2 separate regions of the Sus scrofa genome follow, and region 1 is linked to region 2. A link is a contact called in public HiChIP or PLAC-seq data. All regions are on one chromosome and are shown on one strand. The core of a region is the stretch at or near the end of the contact, and the rest is flanking DNA. Distances in the headings are between cores, read along the strand shown. Region 1 holds the start of FAM78A (protein FAM78A). Region 2 holds the start of NUP214 (nuclear pore complex protein Nup214).

The links. HiChIP or PLAC-seq counts read pairs in DNA pulled down with a chosen protein or histone mark.
Region 1: a contact with region 2 is called in an H3K27ac HiChIP or PLAC-seq map of alveolar macrophages. The contact joins the promoter of FAM78A here to the promoter of NUP214 in region 2. A contact is called at or near these places in 2 of 2 datasets of contacts at active chromatin or transcription factors (alveolar macrophages and skeletal muscle).

Annotation. Positions count from the first base shown.
Region 1 is chr1:271,256,310-271,259,211 of Sscrofa11.1, forward strand. It overlaps FAM78A (protein FAM78A), which reads right to left and starts at 1,530. Exons shown (of 2, transcript XM_013993942.2): 1 at 299-1,530. The coding sequence starts at 621.
Region 2 is chr1:271,102,449-271,105,469 of Sscrofa11.1, forward strand. It overlaps NUP214 (nuclear pore complex protein Nup214), which reads left to right and starts at 1,390. Exons shown (of 35, transcript XR_002337892.1): 1 at 1,390-1,796.

The DNA.
Region 1 (2,902 bases), core at 280-2,779, 150 kb after region 2:
GCCAGAGGCACCTGGCGGGCATGTCCCTCTCCTTTCCGGGCCTCGTGCAGGGAGGGAAGCAGGAACCCCAGGGGCCAGGGACAGTGGAAGGGAAGGTCCTAGAGCCAGGACCCCAGTGTGAATCAGCAGACAAGCCCTCTAGTGCCCCTGGCCAAGGAGGCTTCAGAGGCCACTGCCATGTCTGCCTACCGCTCCCCTCTGGCCTTGGCGAGACCCCTCTGGAACGCCACCCACACCCCGGCCTCCCAGCTCCCCGACCCCAAGCGGCCCCTGGAGCTTGCTCCTAAGCGGTACTCACATGCCCTGCTCCCCATACTGGTTGTAGAACTCCATGTGGCTGCACGCCTGAATCCAGCCAACTATCCAGGTCTCCTTCTTGGGGATGGGTGGCATGACCACCTGGGCAGAGGCACGGAAGTGGGGTGTCCGGTAGCGGAGCACCACGCTGGAGGACTCATCGATGCTGGTGGGGATGGGGTCGATAGAGGCCTTCACGTCAATCACCGTGATGCCTTCCCGGAAGACTCTGGCTTTGCCCCCGATGCTCTGAATACAGCCCATGGCACACAGTACCGCTCTGATCTCCAGGGAAGGCCAGCAGTCCCAGAGGAAACTGGGCATTGAAAGGACGGAGGCTGCGGGACCCAGTGCAGACGGTACTGCTCTCCAGTCTCAAATCTCAAGGCCGATATCCATAGGATAGAAAACTCACTGAGCAGAGGGGCTTTGCATATCACTACCTAGGGCCTGTTTTTATAAATAAGGATTTTGCTGCATTTCAAGGGCCTTGGGTTCTCTCTTCTTCTGCTAGCAGTGGACAAAAATCACCGATATTCTTTGGGTTAAAAAAAGGAGAGTTTGGAGGTTAGTGGATAATCATATTGTTCAGACATCCAGCCCTTCCGTGCCTCACGCGTGGGGAACGCAGCTCAGAGACGCTCCCTGAAGTCTTGGGAGAAGAAGGCAAATGCCGGCAGACACATAAATAAGGAAGGCTCCGGCGGTCCCCTGCGCGGTGCCGCCACCCTCGCTGCACAAGATCGACTTCCTGCCCTTCTGCCTTCCGCACGCGCGCTCGGGGCACAGGCAGCCGGCCGCTCGCCCAGCCCGGCCGAATCAATGGAAGAGCGGTAGATACTGTTCAATCCGCCGAGGTCCGGGCGCCTTCGGGGGCTTCCAGGAGGCGAGCTCCCGGCTCCGGTCGCCCGCAGCGTCCCCGAGGAGAGCGCGGCGCTGCGCGGGTCCCCGTCGGCGCCCACTCGCGGGCGCGGGCCGAAGCCCCCCACGCGAACGCACCGCGTCCCCTTCGCCGCTGGCGCTGGCGCTGCCCGCCGCCGTGCGGGGACCCGGGGCTGCGATCGGGCCGCTGCCTGGTTCGCCGCGGCCGCCGAGGACCTGGTGGGAGGTGGAAGGGACAGGGCGTCAAGGCCCGCCTCAAAGTTGAGCCGAACTTTGCTGCGGGGGGCCCGCGGGGCGGCGACGCGTGTGCGCAGGGCGCGGGCTGCAGAGCTGACGGCGCAGCTCTGGGCGGTCTCCCCGGAGGCGGCGCCCCCCCCCCCCCCGCTCCCGCCCCGTCAGTGGCGGGCACACCACCGCGCGCACCAGCGAATAATCGCCGCCCGTGACATCTCCGCTGACACCTCTCCGTCCGGAGGCGGGGTCGGGGGGCGACCGGCTGGCACTGCAGTGAGCCTTGTGGACTTTCAGGTCCTGGCACTGTCCCCACCGCCCCGCCGCCGGCGCAGCCGCCCCTTCCCCGTCCGGGCCCTTCTGGGCCCCTGGGGGCGCAGTGCCTCCCCGCAGGCGGGTCTGATCGGGCTCACGCCCCTTCCCGGGCCGGGGTCCCCCGACTCCGGAGAGTGCAGTGCCTCAGCCCCGCCGCGTCCGGCGCCTCTGTCCCCACCTCGCCAGCCCCGAGCGGCCCCCGATCCCCGCGCGTCCGGCGCGCTCGCCACTGCCGGGGAACTTTGGCGCGCACGCCCCCACCCGGGCAGCGCAGCCGACTCACCTGCCCCTCGGGCCGCTCCGCGTGCCAGGGCCGCCGCCCTCCGGACGCGCCTGACCCCGCCGCAGGCACGTCCTCCGGGCGCCCCCACCCCCTTCCCCGGGCAGGGTCCTTTAGCTCTACTGGGGTCCGGGGCCGGCGTGGGCGCCCCCGGCCCCCACGTTCTCCTAGCTCGGGCTGCTGGGGGGTGGCCGGGGGCGGAGGGGTGAGGCTGGTGGCTCTCTCGTCCCCACCCCGCGCGCCTGCTTTTATTTTATGATCATTGTGAGCATGCTGTCGCCGCTCAGCCCCGCCGCCGCGCCGCAGCCGCCTGGCGCGCCCCGCGCTGCCTGCTCTGCTGCAGCATCGGAAAGGCAACCAGGTCAAACTTTGCAGAAACTCAGCCCCTGCACCAGCCTGGCCCCGGGTCCGCCCGCAGCCGCCGGCCGGAGCGCAGCGCACGCAGGGACCGCCGCCCGCTCGCCGGCCCCGCGGGGATGCAGGTCCGCAGGCGGCGGCGGCGGCGGCGGCGGCGGCGGGCGGGCGCCGCCTCCTCCTCGCCGCCCGCCCTGCTCTCCACCCTCGCTCCCGCACTCAGCCCGCCTCCCCCTGATAATCCTCTCCCCCTCTCCCCCCTCTCGCTCCCTCGCTCTCTGCAGCTGCTGGGGGAGCTGAGCCTCTCCTTGCAGAAACGACATTTCCTTTCTGGCCGCCCCGGGAATTCTGGGTAGTGTAGTTCGGCTTCTGTCTCGGGTCCAGGTGGGCTGCTCCTCGTGTCCTTTGAACTCGGCAGGTTTTGCGGGGCTCAGGGCAGGCGGAGAGGGGTTGCGCTTCCCTGGCACTCCTGGCAGCAGTGGGGCCTGGCTGGGTGAAAACGGTGCAGGGCTCTGGGAGGCTCCAGGGCTGGGACGTTGGGGG
Region 2 (3,021 bases), core at 140-2,639:
GTGTGTGTGTGTGTGTGTGTGTGTGTGTGTGTGTGTGTGTGTGTGTGTGTGTGTGTGTGTGTGTGTGTGTGTGTGTGTGTGTGTATTTCAGGTTGTGGCCATTAGCTCTAGGACTCTTATTTTTCTGGCCATGGGCTCAGCTTCTTAGAAGTTCCGCTGTTTCCTCTCTGAAAGACCAAATCTAACTAATATAACCAGCAACTTGGGGGCTGCCAATATGGCTTCACCCCTGCCATTGGAAAGGAGGGAGTGTATGGGGCAAATTCAGGTGGATGCAGTATGTGTGTATGTATGCATGTGAGTGTGTGCGGTACCAGATATCTCTACAGAATGGAAATAAAACAAACTTATCAACGTCTTGATTGGTGTATTTTGGGGGTGGTTCTGGGCCTTAGTAAACTGAGAAGCACTAGCTGATATAGTGACAGACTAAAAGAATGTGTCCTGTGTGCCAGGTGCTGTTAAACGTTGAACTTCCTTTGCTTCTCATAGCAACCCCATGAGTAAGGTTCCATTATGTCATTTTTGTTTGAGAAATGAGAAGCAGGCTTGGAGCAGATGAGGAGTCTGCTGAAAACCAAGCAGTGACAGAATACGTACCCCTCCCCCCATCTTCCCGGGAGCTGATCACAGCCTCCAAGCTAAGAATCTCTGTCCTAGAGCATTTACAGTTCCACTGCAAAAATCTCTACGTAGGACTGTGTCATAGTCAGCAATCAGTATATTCAGACAAGCCGAACTCTAATCCTGCCTTCACCACTTGAGGGGCACTGGGGAATTTTCTTAACTCCTCTGTGCTTCCAGTCACCTCAATCAATTAAATGGCAGTGACAACCCCTAGGTGACTACTGAAGAGTAAACAACACATCTAAAGTGTTTTGTGGGAGTTCCCGTTGTGGCACAGCGGAAATAAATCTGGCTAGTATCCAGGACCATGCGGGTTCCATCCCTGGCCTGGCTCGGTGGGGTCGGGGATCTCGCGTTGCTGTGGCCTGCTGTGTAGGCTGCCCGTTGTAGCTCTAATTAGACCCCTAGCCTGGGAACTTCCATATGCCACACAGGCGGGGCCTAAAAACCATAAATTAAATAGTGTTTTGCCCAGTTTTTGGGCCCTTGCACCGGAAACGATTACCTTGAAAGGCGTAAACAAAGCTAATCACTGGTGCCCTCTAATCTCCCCTTTCAGCCATTAGACACAGAAGAGTCTCGCTGGCGACACCCACCTCACCAACTTCCCGCACTTTTCCCTCCACTCTCCCGGCCTCCAAAGCCCTTCTCAGGAGCTGCCCCTTGGAAGTATTTGTCAAGTTCCTAACTTCTCTACAATTGGAGCTATTAATAACCACCTACATCCACAGATTACAGTGTCGTTTCCATTAAACGAGCGTGGAGGCCCTGCAGGTGCACCGCTCAAAGAACGAAAGCGAAACCGCGCCACCTGCTAAAGCGGCTGCTGCAACCGGACCTCCCGCGCGCAGGCGCCCCAGCTCCCGGGCCACGCCCCCTACTCGGTCCAAGCCAGCCAATGGGAGGCGGCGGCCAGGAGGGCTCAAGACTTCAGAAGGGCCCTCAGCCTCCCTTCACAGGTCCGCGGACCGAGGAGCTTGACGTCACCAATGCGCGCCGGAAGTACGTAATCTGCGGAGCGCTGCTCAACCTGAAGAAAGGAAGTTGGCCTGGAAGCGCCTGGGTAGTGTTGGCGAGGCCCCGGGCAGCCGCGGTGGCTGCTTTGACCAGTTGAGAGCGGCGAGATGGGAGACGAGATGGACGCCGTGATCCCCGAGCGGGAGATGAAGGTCAGACACTGGCCGGGGCCTCCCCCCCTTTCTTAGTTCAGGTGTTGCCTGCGAGACGCGAGTGTCGGCTGCCCCGCCCCCCGCCTGCAGCTCGAACTGTTTGCCGGGCTCACGGTTCTCACCAACGCGTCCTGGAGAGCTCTGCCGTGCCGCCGGCGTAAAAGCCCCACTGAATGCAGTTTTGCCGCCCTAGTTGGTCTTGTCTGAGCTTCTTGAGTTATCCTAACTACGCTTTTTTTTTTGGCCGCGCTCGCGGCTTGCGGAAGTTTTTGGTCCAGGGATCGAACCCGAGCTGCTGCAGTGACAACTCTGGATCCTTTAACCGCTAGACCACAAGGGAACTCTTCTCCTACCTACTCTAATGTGGTGGTCGGAGTAGTGGTCATAACCACTGTGTATCGAGCGTTTGCTTTATGCCAGGCACTGATAATTATCACAGCAACTTACGAAGTGCTTGTTAATATAGAGTAGCAAGTTGAGGCTCAGAAAGTAACTTGCCCAAAGCCTCATTTGACAAGCGTGCAGAAATTTAGGTGTTTGTCGTTAGTGTTTTCAAGACCCTCTCTCAGGTGCCAGTACTTCTGTAAGGTGGTCCAGGCTTGCCCGTTCATCACTGAACCTTGTAAGAGCTTTAGTTAACTGGAACTGGAGGACTCTTTTGGTCCTGGAAATCAACCTGAAGTCAGAACACTTGAGCGGGCCAGCTGAGCCAAATGATGAGAGGGAATTCACAAGAAAACAGGACTGTGTTGTAGGAAGACTTTAGGTATCTGAACAACTAATCACTGAAGTGCATTTAAAGCGTAGTAATCCATACCATGTTTAGAGCTGTGATGCTCTCTTTCTCCTTGAGAATCACTGCCCTGGATGAGCCACCCAGTGAGTGTGCCATGTTCCTCAGATATGCTGGGGCAGAAGGATGAAGAGGTTTAAGAACAACCACCTTCCTGGGTTACTGGTTACAAGACCCAAGTAGGGGAGTTCCCGTCGGGGCCCAGTGGAAACAAATCCGATTAGGAACCATGAGGTTTCGGGTTTGATCCCTGGACTCACTTAGTGAGTTAAGGATCCGGCGTTGCTGTAACTGTGGTGTAGGCCAGCAGCTGTAGCCCCGATTGGACCCATAGCCTGGGAACCACCATATGCCACGAGTGCAGCCCTTAGAAGACAAAAGATAAAAGACAAAAACAAACCAAAAAGCCAAAACAAGACCCAGGTAGGATAT